Regions from separate parts of the Gossypium hirsutum genome. Here region 2 is linked to region 1. Evidence: chromatin contacts called from public Hi-C data. All regions are on one chromosome and are shown on one strand. The core of a region is the stretch at or near the end of the contact, and the rest is flanking DNA. Distances in the headings are between cores, read along the strand shown. Region 1 holds the start of LOC107934549. Region 2 holds the start of LOC107934554.

Region 1 (6,175 bases), core at 2,184-4,683:
TCAGCCCGAGTATTGAAACACCACCAATTGGATCGAAGAGTAAACAATTAAAAATTAATGTGATAACAGAGAGTTACTATAATATGTTATATGTACTTTAACATTCAAAAGTTACTTTTTAATGAAGAAGAAGAAAAATTAATTTGATCTAACTGTAAGGATGTTATGGGTACTCGATTTCTTCGTGTACCTTAAAAACAACAAAACAACAAATGTAGTGAAGATGTGTGCAAGTAGTTGTGCCATCTTTTAAACATTCTTTTCTGACTATAATTTCACTTAAAAACAAGGGTACAAAATCTGTAACATGTAAAATGTTGTAACGTACAAGTCAAGCAAGGAACTCATCAATATCAAAAAGCTCACAATTATCCCACACACTATTATTCCCTACATAATCCATTGGAATGTCATCGAAGAACTGCAACGATTCCAATCCTTCAAGCCAGCTATAATCTGTATCATCCCCTCTTCTATTAACCTCACCACCTTCACCTTTCATATCCATTGCACCACTTGTCGACGGCGCTTCAGAATCAACAGGACCATCCATAGCGGACTCAGAGCCACCGCAAGTGGCCGTTGTTGTAGTTGTAGCCTGAGAAAACCCATGTGAAGGAGTGGCGACTGAGTCCGAATCGGAACCCTGAGGCATGTTAAGGATCGCTTTGGCACCGTACATGGCTTTGGCGGCTTCGTCGTAAGCCGAAGCAGCTTCGACGGCAGTAGGGAAAGTGCCGAGCCAGAGACGTTTCCCTTTATTCGGAGCGCGGATTTCCGCTACCCACTTACCCCATGTACGCTGCCGTACGCCTCTGTAGTTACAGTTCTGGTTCTGCGGCCCGCCTTTACCCTTCATGCACCCTTTCTTGGAACCCTTCGCCGGCGCTTTACGTGATTGTTTGGCCTCCGAGTTCTCACTCCATAACTTCAAAGTATCCGCCACTGATAACCCGTCCCGTCTCTTCCTTTTACGTGAAGAAACCGGAAACAAAGACGAACCCATCTCCGGGTTTTGATTATCCTTAAAACCCATACCAAAATTTCCCAAAAATTTCAAACGAGAAAACCCCAGAAATCTCCAGAAACAATAACAGGGGATAACCAAAACAAACAAGCTCAAAAAGAGAGAGAACAAAAACGAACGAAAAACAATGAACAAAGCTTAGTTTTAAACTGGGTTTTGATGAATTTAAGGAATTTTTTTTTTTGCTTTCGTGAACGTTTTTCTTGAAAGTGAAATCTTGGAGAGCAGGAAAGATCTTTGACACTCTGAGAACTGAGGATGATATTTAATACTTTTCCGGGAGATATTTATTGCACCTTTTATTTTCATTAATTTGAATTTGTTTTAAAAGATTATAAAAAAGACACGTGTCGGATACTGAGTTGTTTTGAATGATGTTTCGTCGCCAGGAGACAGCTGGCACGTGTCACCTGGTTTTCCCCTGTGTATTCTAGAGATTATCCTTAGTTTACTTCCTTTCGAAGAATTTTGTTTTACTCGGTTTCCGTCTTTAACCCTGGTTCTTTGAGTTGATTACAGATGTGTGCCACTAACTAACTACTAGGCAAGCTACTACTAAACAAACTAGCTTTGTTAGCGCTATAAGGACTTTTCTGTCATAAGTCAATATAGGCTTTGACCAACCATAGGCCCATATGCCATTTTCTTTCAAATAATTATATTTCAGCCGAACTTACCTTTTTTAGAAACAAACATTGAAGAAGGTAGAAATTTTTTTAGAAATATTTTATTCAAAATAAACAAATCTAGTTAATTTAATAATTAGATATTTTAAATAGATTTATTTATAAGTCCGGTTATTCAGTCCGGCTTGTAAGCCCACTCTAAAAATAGGGGAGTTTAAAATATAAATTTAAAAAATGAGCTTGAGTGATTTTAAATTGGTCAGGTCTTGGGTAATGCTTTTTTTAGCCTAAGCTTAACCTGACCCAAATTTGAAAAAATTACTATTTTTTTGCAATTTCTTGTTGTTTTACTTTTATATTTTGTTTTCTTACTATTTTGTTACCATTCTATTATTATATTACCACTATTTGGTTGTTATTATTTGGATATTATATAACTTTTGTTTTATTGTTAATTTTGTACTTATCTTAGTCTTATTTAAGTATACATATTTTTTATTTATTTTTAATTTGTTAGGAAACATTTATTTTAATATTTTTAGTATTTTTAATATATTATATTTTTTAAAATAATATAAAAAATTTAATACGGCTGAACCGAGTTGAGCTTAGATAAAAATTTAAACCTTTTTTTAGATCGGACCAAGTCTAGTAAACGGACCTAACATTTTGGTCAGAACCTAGCCTAGCCCATCAGGGGCGAAACCAGAATAAATTTTTAAGGGGTGTAATGAAATTTTAATTTTTATAATTTATATATTTATAATTTTTAAATGATCAAATCAAATTTTATAATTTTAAAGGGTTAAAGTATAATTTTATTTTTATTAATTTAAAATTTAAAAAAAACAAATGATGTAAATAGTAATTTTGTATTTTAAAGTGGCCGGCGCATGTTATCCCTCTAAATTCACCTCTGGAACCCACTGATAACTCTAATTTTAAAATAGATAATATAAAAATATTTTATTTCCAACAAAATGAGATCCTAAATTTTCTGGTCTGTGGATAAGGATGGTCTATTCTGATGTCAATATGAGATCCGAAAACGACTCACCATACAATGACTCGTAAAGTGTAGACAGTGATGTATTTGAAGAGAAAATTCCAAAAATAAGATATGGTAAAATTATAAATTTCATCCATTACTTTATGAAAACTTAGAAGTTAGTCTCTTTATTTTTTTTAATTTATCATAATTCAATCCTCGTATTTTATGGAAGTTGAGAAATTAGTCCATTTCTAGGTAAATAAATGAACTTGAACAGATGATTTCTGCTGATTCCATATATTATAAATTGATAAACAGTTAATTTTTAACTCAGTAATCTAAGTCATGGTTTAGTAGTGCTACTTGATTGGACCGATTTCTCAATTTTCAATAGATTGCAATGGATTATGTCGATTCATTATCCAAATCCACTTTATTTTTGCGGTAATGGATATCTAAATCCGTTTTGCCCTTTTTGGTAATGAATTCTAATTAGAATATCTGAATCCATTACACTTTTTTTTCTTTTTAAAAATATTATTTAAACAAATTTGCAGATTTAAATTTTACAAGAACCATTGATATTTGATCAGCTAGTTTTAGTACGAGATCAAATTTTAATAAATTAAAATAAAAGTGATTAAATTTTTAATTTTATAAAATAGAGGGATTGAATTTAAAATTAGACCAAAACAAAGCTATAAAACAAAATTTCCCTTTTGTGTGGGAATCCACTAATTAGGTTTTTGTTGGGAGCAATCCACTAATTAGTTTATTTGTAACAAACTTATTACTACTACTATATATGAAAACAAATTTATGCTCAAGTTTGAAGATTTTGAATCTTTCTATTTCTGATCAACTTGGAAGATTTTCTTCTTCTTACGCAAATGTAACCGTTCCACTTGCGGGATTTTTGGTAAGTCATTTTCCCTCTCGTTTTCCAATCGAACAGATCAAAGTCTATATCGCATTTTGATTTTCTGGTTTTTTGCTATTTTTCTTGGTTTATATCGAAGATGGCTGGTTATGATTATGAATGAATTTGAAGAATTTATGCTTATTTTTCTGAGTTTTTTTTTTTGAGGAATGAATTGCTTAAAAGGAACAAATTGTAAACTGTATGGAATTAAACCGTACATGTCAAAATCTTTCTGCTTTGTAATTTTTTTCCCGGAAAAAATTGTGTGGGAATGATTTGGTATAAATTGAAAGTTTTTTTTTCCCAGAAAGAAGAATCCGTAGGAGTTTAAGACCCTTTCGGGAAGAATATGAATTAGGGTTCTGAAGCGATGAACTGGTATAGGAATTAATCTGAAAATTATCGTGGTGCTGTTGGTTTTACAATCAAAATCCATTAACTCACGAGAGTATCTATAGTTGTTACTAATTATTGGATATATAAACATTAATCAAATTAAATTTAAATAGAATGACATAAGTTATGAACCGAATTACGATTTAATTTAACAGAATATTTTTAGTTTTATATTGTTATGTTACGAACCGAATCACCAAACAATTTATAAGAAATTCGCTTAAGTTAACATATATTTGTTAAGAAATCTCTAAAATTAAAATAAAATTCAAACCTCTTGTTTGTCTTGGATTATATATAATCGAATCACTCTTGTTTTGTTACGATGTCGTCAATCTATTATTAAACTCTCTTATCTCTTTAAAGATAGTCTTATGTGATAGTCAAAATGCTAACTTGAATGTTCAGTTGTTGGGATGAAGATAGATTTTTAATTAATAAATTTAATTTGGGTTGTTACATACTATCACCGTTAGGGAGCTAATGGAACTTAATAGTAAATAAGTGACTATTTTTACAGTATCAATTTTTTTTAATTATATTGTTACTAAGTGAATTTTTTTATACTTTAAATTGTCACACTAATAATTTTAACAAAATTAGTGTTAATAGTCGAATTTGAATTTTTGAAATTTAAAAAATAAAATAAAAAACTAAATTTCAAGTAATCACATATTTCTAAAAAAAAAAAATTTAAAGAAGACTAGGAAGATTTCTTGAAGGTATTATCTTTCTAAAAAATGATAATTAACATTTCCAACGCCAAATTTATATTAACATTTCCAATGCCAAACTTTGATATGCATTTCCCCATTCTCGAGATTTTTGACAAAGCAGTGATGAACCGTGGTTCATCCTCAACAAGATGAATGGATTCTCCACCGTGGACGGCTTCGTGGAGATAACCGAATCCTTGGCAGAGATGATCAAGTACATCGCCAACGAACCGTCGTTGGGTCTTTCCTACGTTCAAAAGCACACACGGGACGCCGTTCCCAACCTCCTTAACCTCAGCAACCGGCTCGCCGATAAGTCCCGCCAAGCCACTTTGCACACCCAAGACTTGGAAGATTCAATCACCATGGTCAGCTCCATGAAGCAATGCGGCTTCCCAATCGCCGATGAGATGATCAAGGACATCACGGATTCATTAACTTTAATATCGGCGAAACAACTGAAACGTGGATTGATCGACAGTACCGATTCGAGCTTTACGATGAGAAGAACCATGTCTTGGGGACCAATGGCTTGGGTTTATGGTTCTGAAGACGTGCAGCAAGATGGAAGTAATTATTTTTCGACCATGATCAAGTCTGCAAGAGAGAAGGCGAGCGGTTTTAGATGGCCGCAGCTCGAGTCGAAGGAACCGATAGAACCCGCGGTTCGGTGTCCTGCTCCGATGATACGGGTTGGATCTGCCAGCATTGGTTCAATACCTGATAATTTTCAGTGGCCACAACTGGAGTCGAAGGAACCGATAGAAACCGAGTCCCAGATGCCGGTTCAATGTCAACCGGCGGATGAACTCCATGGAGAAGAACGGAAGGTCGAAACGGATGGCGAAGTGTCCGGTGAGAGTATATTGTTCGTGTCTGAAGATTACAATGATTTTAAGGGTGATAAAAGAATCTAAATTGGAACCATGGTTGGAAGGATGTGAAGACAAATTGGATAGAAGCAAGGGAGGAAGTGAAACTGGTGGGGTTTAGCTTGAAAATGAAGATTGAGTTTCGTAATTAGCTGCAGATACACATGGTTGATGGTTTCATTGTCTTTTCTTTAATATCAAAATTGAATTCCAGCTTTTTCACTCCTACTGCTCTTGAAGAATCCTCCCTACCATTTTTTTTTCTTTAAAAAAAGGTAAATTACAAAAATATTCATCTTTGTTTGCCTCAGATTACATTTTAGTCATTTATGTTTGAAATGCTACATTTTAGTCACTTACGTTATGGTTTTGTTACAAAGTGATCATTCTACCGTTAAGCTCTATTACCTCCCTAATGGTGGTCCTACATGGCAATCCAAATGAGTTTTAAATGCTAATTTGGATATTCCACGTAGGAAATGCCCGTTTGGATTGCCATGTAGGATCGCCATTAGAGAGGTAATGGAGTTTAATGGTAGAGTAATCACTCCATAACAAAACGATAACGTAAGTGGCTAAAACGTAACATTTCAAATGTAAGTGACTAAAATATAATATGAGACAA
Region 2 (6,267 bases), core at 1,139-3,638, 210 kb after region 1:
CTCTATCAAGCAAAACATTTAAGCATAAATATTAAATCTCAAATTTGACCGAAACAAAGTGACTCGAAAATACCTTTTGTCACAAAATAACCGGCGACCCGAGGAGCTATGTCCGAGTCATTAGTAGAGGTTGGTGCATACCTATAAATAAGGGAAATTAAAAACTCCATATCCTAATAGTTGTATACCAATTTTACTTAAAAGAACTTAAGATTAAATTAAAATCCTAACATGTCCGGTTTCGCATGAACAATGCCTCGAGAAACAGCCTGCAACAAAGCTCAGACTCTTAAAATCTCAAAATCATTGAGAAACAGATGCTTAGATGAAACCAAAAAAAAAACTTGCTTTAGTGAATTGTTTGCCTTCAAACAGAGTTTGTTAACAGATGTAAGCAGTAACAATTTCAAGAACTCCCTAACCTTTATGAGTTGTTAACAATTTTATTGAATGAAAATTGACTACAGAGGGGACTCAAATGGGCAATAATACTAAAATCATTGTATTGAAAAGTAAATCTCATGCTTGAGAGAGAGGGAAATTTTACCTCTAAGTCTAGCATTGTCGATGCATTTACGGCATTGGAAATTGGGTCCATTGTGAAGTTTAATTGACCAGTGGAGTGGGTTTTGTTATAAAACCAATGAGTAGCCCCGGCAGCCAATGCCTCCAAGCCCGCCACGCTGCCGTTCAAAGTTCCCTCCCTCATCGTAACATTAACAACAGTCTCAACTCGAGTCCCTCTGGATCGATATTCTCTAACATCAGGGAATAAAATTGAAACGAAAAACCAAAGAAAAATAAACCTGGGTTTTCATTGTACCCACTTGATGTCAGTCAGGCTCAGAATTATTTGCCTACATAGGTCAACAACGTTGCAGCTCCGTCCGAGGCCGTTCGCAGGTGAAGGGGACCTGGACATAGACGAAGGATCATTCTTATTGCCCCTCACGATTGCCCCGTACTGTAATGATGGGGTCTGGGTCTGGGTCTGGCTAGCTCCTTGTACTGCTAGGATCCATATCAGCAGAAAACTAAATTGAAACTGCAACAAGTGATGGAGAATTGAAAACCAAGCAAGTTAAAATCAAAGTAGAAAGGGATCACAAAGCGAAATTTATGAAGAAACTGATTTGAGATTTGCTCAAGCTAGACAGCCTCGTCAAAATTTGACCTCTCAACAAATCTTTTTCAGAATATTTTTAGAAAAATAAAAACCTAAAAATGATCTCGAACAAAATAATACAACTTTGATTTCCTTAACCCTTGCCACTCCAATCTTTAATTAAAAGGAAAGAAAACTGGACTGTAAACCGAAAAAGAAAGAGAAGTCCATGTTCCCAGTAATTCCTAAATTAAATCCTAGAAATAAAATATGTTTATGGGAAAACAAATGAAGGGGAAAAAAACAGGGTTAGATCTGAGACAGAGTAATAATAGATTCTTTCTTTTTCTGTTCAGGCAAGGTCATACCCAAAGCAAGCGAAGAAGGTCCTAAAACAGCAAGTGAAAAGGCAACGGAGGCTCCATCATACAAAAACACAGAAAACCAGATGTATTTTGCTGTATATACTTTGGGCTCTCTAAGTCCAATTACCTTAAACAATAAAGCCCGAACTAAACCCATGCTCCCAGTAATCCCTAAAGTAAACCCTAACCCAAAAACTTTTTTTTAAAACCCTAACCTAGAAAAGAAAAAATTGAATGCTGACTGATTTTCAAGACCGAATCACTGAACCGGCCTGAACCGGTGTCTCTGCCACCTTTCGATATGATCGGTATACCTGAGTAAAAACTGGATTTAGATTATTTGAATTTAACCAATATTAATCTATAAAAATCGAATCGACCAACTTTAGTTGGCAGAACCGATCTAATTGAATCGATTTTTTTTTCATTTTGTATATATGTTAACATAGGCCTTTTTTAACAATAAATCAAATACAAGTACAAACGTAAAATACAATGGCTATTGCCAAAAACAAAAATAGAAACAGAGAAGAAACCAACAATAATACTTTGAATGTATTTAAAAAGAGAGAGAGAGAGAGAGGAGAGGAGGTTTTGCCACCACCTCTTGCTTTTAGTTTTAACAATGGGAAGAAAAGAGTTGACATCTGCTTTTGATTAGTTTACGAAAGAAAAGAAAATTACCCATACTCGACGGAGATAAACCCTAGCTTCCATGTTGACTTTGGAATTCAATGTCCCAGTACCTCGCAGAAAAGAGAGAAAAGAGAGATGGAACAAGTAGGGTTTTTGTAAAGCGCAAACCCTCTAATATATATAGGTATCCTAAGTAATCATGGCGGGGCCGGGCTAGCTATTTACACCCTGGCTCAGCCGCAAAAATGAGTTTGGTTTTTTTTTGGCCTGATTTAAGAAAATTAAATTTGGATCTGATCTGATCCGTTTATATCCATTTTATTAAATTAATTTTTATAAAAAATTATAAAATACTAAATGTATTAAAAATTTTAAATAAAAATTTTTTAACATATTAAAAATATATCAAAAAGTATTTATATTAAAAAAATTATCATAAATATAATAAATATTTTATTATATAAAAAACACAAATAAATATTTTACTGGATTGAATATAAAATTTTATATTTTATATTTTAGGTTAGTTATTTAGTTAGATAAGTTTTTTTAAGTCTTAAGCAGTAAGTTTAATTGTTATTGGATTAGTGATTTACTATAAATATAAATTTATATAATTATTATTTAACATATATAATTAATATAATATTATTTCATAACATAATATTCTGAGTCGAGCTTGGATCAAAAAAAAAATATTGCCCAATTCATAATAGTAAATAGATAAGCAAGTACCAAATGATCATATAGGTATACAAAAACCCAAAAATTCATTATGATGAGATTAATAGTGTTCAAGAATTGAACCTCCAACTTTATAGAAAGGAATGAAATGAACAATCATCACATCACTATCTATGATTGTTATTAATTTCTTATAACACTATTTAAAAAGTAATTTTTTTCATTCATAAAAGTATTTATTTTATAATTTTATTTGTTTTGATAATTTAAAACAACACATAAGTAAGTAAATAGATAAAATTTTATTTTTCACTTGATATTAAATATGCTTTTCTATTTTATTTTTTTGGTCCATTTTTATTATGAAAAACCCTATTATTTCAATAAATAATTTTCAATTCATATCATTCTGTAACTTAATTTTGTATTATATTATTTAGATAAAAGTGCCTATGTTTTAGTGAAAGCATGTAATATTTTGTCCTATTCTGATTTCATAATTTAATCCAGTGTCCCTATGAACTTTTTGTTGTGTTAGTGCAAGACAAAATCCACCTCCAAGACATCATCCTATGGAAATATAATATGAAATCTCAGAATCTTTCTTTTTTAATGTGGATAAATCATTGTTTATGTTTTATTTTGGCTGTACCGTCACCAGACTTGCAACATCATTGTTTATGTTTTATTTTGGCTGTACCATCACCAGGCTTGCAACTAAAATAGTTTTCATTTCTTTACGTAGTTTTATCTAATTATAAACTTGCTAGCTGAGTTAATATTATTGATTAAAATCTTGTCAATTAAACTCGATTATGGGTCTAGACATCCAGTCCAGCCTGAAAATCTACTCTAAAACAATTTGGACAAAAATATAAACTCAAAATAAGTTTAGATAAAAAAACGAGACTTAATTTTTAAACAGATCGAGTCTTTGGTAAACTCTTTTGACCCAACCAGACCTCAATTTGCCAAAAAAAAAAAACCACTACTGCTTCTTGCTGCTGTTTTGGTGCCGTTTATTCATTTGTGGGAAAGAGGAGCAGTAACTCATTACTGGATGGGCTTTAATTTTTGGCATTTATTATCCTGAGTTGAAAAATAATTGCTCCTAAAAAGAGTAACTTGGACATGGAAGATAAAAGAAATACTGAAGCGGATGGAAAAGAATCTACTGGGGGCTTCCATCTATGAATAAATGATTTTAACACAGTTGTAATTCGAGAATTATGGCTTTTCCAAACAAGGGACGGGGATTTTCTGGCAACATTTATCCATTTCGATGAGAAATGACATTAAGTCCCTTATACTGTTGCCATTAAGGGATCATTTTCGATGCTCTAGACAAATCCGCGACACAAGGGATGTGTAATATCTGATTGAAGCCTCTCCCAGCATGGGAGACCCAAGCGAAATGCAGATGCTTCCAATGATGCAGTGACTTCTATGACTCTTCCAACAGTCTCCCGATAAAGCAAAAACTTCTTTAACTCTTCCAACCCATTGTCCGAAGGTCGCTCTGTTTTAGCTCGATATGCTTCCCTAACCTGCACGTGATTAACACATTCACCTTAATCTATTATGAGTATTTGTAGCTAAATTATATTTTAATTTACACGATAATCCATATGCAAACTGCAGCCGGCTATAGCAGGCAAAACCTGATAAAATCTTACTAAATACATGGTACATCAAAGGCGACCAATTGGGAAGAAGAACAAATTGTCACATTAAACATTAGTATATTAAACTTCAAAAAGTGAACATGGTTTACATTACACTATGAGACAGGCCAAAGGAAAACAGTTGCTTTGTTAGTATGTCAAAAAGGAAACTATGGAGCTCTAATGAAATTCCTTATAGTTGCAAGTAGTAGTCTAAGATGGTTGAATAAACAGCAGGAAAATTAGCTCAAGGTTAGAGCACTGTGATGGTTATTTTTGGTACAAATAAGGTATCCGTATAAGCTTAGATGAACGGGTTCCAAATGCTAAGATTAGAACTTTAAAACTTCTAAATACCATCTCCTAAGGATGGCTATCGGAACTAACTGAGCTAAGCTTTGCCTTTGTATAATTGATAGTTATCAGTTCAATACTTAGCTTGATTTGCTACTATCAAATTGTATCCATGTGATCAAGCTCACTCTTCAGAGAGTTGATTATGTAAAGGAAGAAAAAAAAGGAAAAAAGAGGAAAATAAAAAGGAACCCTAAAAAGTTAATCACAAAAGTGGAATTATCAGAAATAGTACCCGAGATCTGCTGGAAGTCTGAAACCACCTATGCGAACACGCTTCAATGAATGAATCTGGAAAAAGCATCAATAGCTTTAGAAACCATTTTAATAAGTAATTAAGTTAAAGATAGAATTGAAGAAACTAATGAAGTAGCCAGAGAAACTTGAATGAAATAGATCAAATATAATTTGTTAAAAATATCATGCCAAAGCATCATTAATTTCATAATACCAACTACATCCTCGTGAAACGATTTTACATTCTTGTTATGGCTAGCACAAAAAGTAAGCCATTTTTATTACATGAGTGAATGTCTTGTAAGAAAAACTGACCTCAAGCCCAGCATTTTTCACAAGTTCACGGACTTCATGATTCCTACCTTCATGAACCTGCAAATCCAGTTTCAGCACGGGGGGAATTAGCAAAATAAGTCCACCAATCTTAGGCAGCAATCATCTTTCACTAAATTATAATAGAACATAAGACTGTTATATTTAAACAGTCATATCAATCAAATCAATGCTTCTTTGAATACTAGACGTTTTACTACATAGAATCCAATATCAAAATCATTTAAATTATCTAAAGTTACAAACTAATTTAAATTCATCAGATACTGGCATTTTCAAAACTGCATGTTGAGAAAATCAGTACCACAATACGAATGCGAGGTCTAGACAAATCTGGCTGCGTTGGGAGTAATTCCACAGAATCAGGGACACAAAGTACACCTTCAATTTCTGTCCCTTCACTGATGGCAATTAAGTGCCGCTTCCTTACTTCACCATCAATTGTTGCAATGTATCTGTTCTTAAATTGTGGCAAGGAATAGAGCATAAGTCAATATACATATATATATATGCATGCATTTGTGTGAGAATGACAATACCAAAAGAAGTAGGCATTTAAAATATCAAGCCACTGCTATTCAATTTTAGACACAACCATCTTTAGAGACATAGTATCCAATGTAACTAATCTCTGACAATAATATCAAACTTCAGACTAGAGGAACCACTCCTTGACGACAGTTATGTTCATAATCCCCATCACAAAAAGAGAATAAATTATGGAGAATCTTACTCTTTAGTTAAGTTTGATGAAGGATGCGAAAGCTTTTGAGCAAAATCTCCTAAAACAGACAACAAATTGAAAAGGTGAAATGGCTTCAGATGTTGGCTTAAAATTTTATGGTAGGTAAGACTCAGTAATCAAGCTTAAGGGTGGCAATATATGCTG

What was found. Hi-C and Micro-C count contacts between places; a contact is called where the count stands out from the background.
Region 2: a contact with region 1 is called in a Hi-C map of leaf, with 2.1 times the contacts expected there. The contact joins the promoter of LOC107934554 here to the promoter of LOC107934549 in region 1. A contact is called at or near these places in 4 of 34 Hi-C or Micro-C datasets (callus and leaf).

Annotation. Positions count from the first base shown.
Region 1 is chrA10:110,445,117-110,451,291 of Gossypium_hirsutum_v2.1, forward strand. It overlaps LOC107934549, which reads left to right and starts at 3,434. Exons shown (of 2, transcript XM_016867000.2): 1 at 3,434-3,563; 2 at 4,784-5,772. The coding sequence starts at 4,828. The coding sequence ends at 5,595. LOC107934545 (dehydration-responsive element-binding protein 2A) reads right to left here and starts at 1,281. Exons shown (of 1, transcript XM_016866997.2): 1 at 248-1,281. The coding sequence starts at 1,036. The coding sequence ends at 332.
Region 2 is chrA10:110,652,891-110,659,157 of Gossypium_hirsutum_v2.1, forward strand. It overlaps LOC107934554, which reads right to left and starts at 2,389. Exons shown (of 6, transcript XM_016867008.2): 1 at 2,155-2,389; 2 at 828-1,045; 3 at 548-743; 4 at 232-269; 5 at 74-141. The coding sequence starts at 2,187. LOC107934529 (putative ribosomal large subunit pseudouridine synthase SVR1, chloroplastic) reads right to left here. Exons shown (of 10, transcript XM_016866978.2): 6 at 6,112-6,160; 7 at 5,683-5,833; 8 at 5,361-5,417; 9 at 5,044-5,099; 10 at 3,951-4,337. The coding sequence ends at 4,277.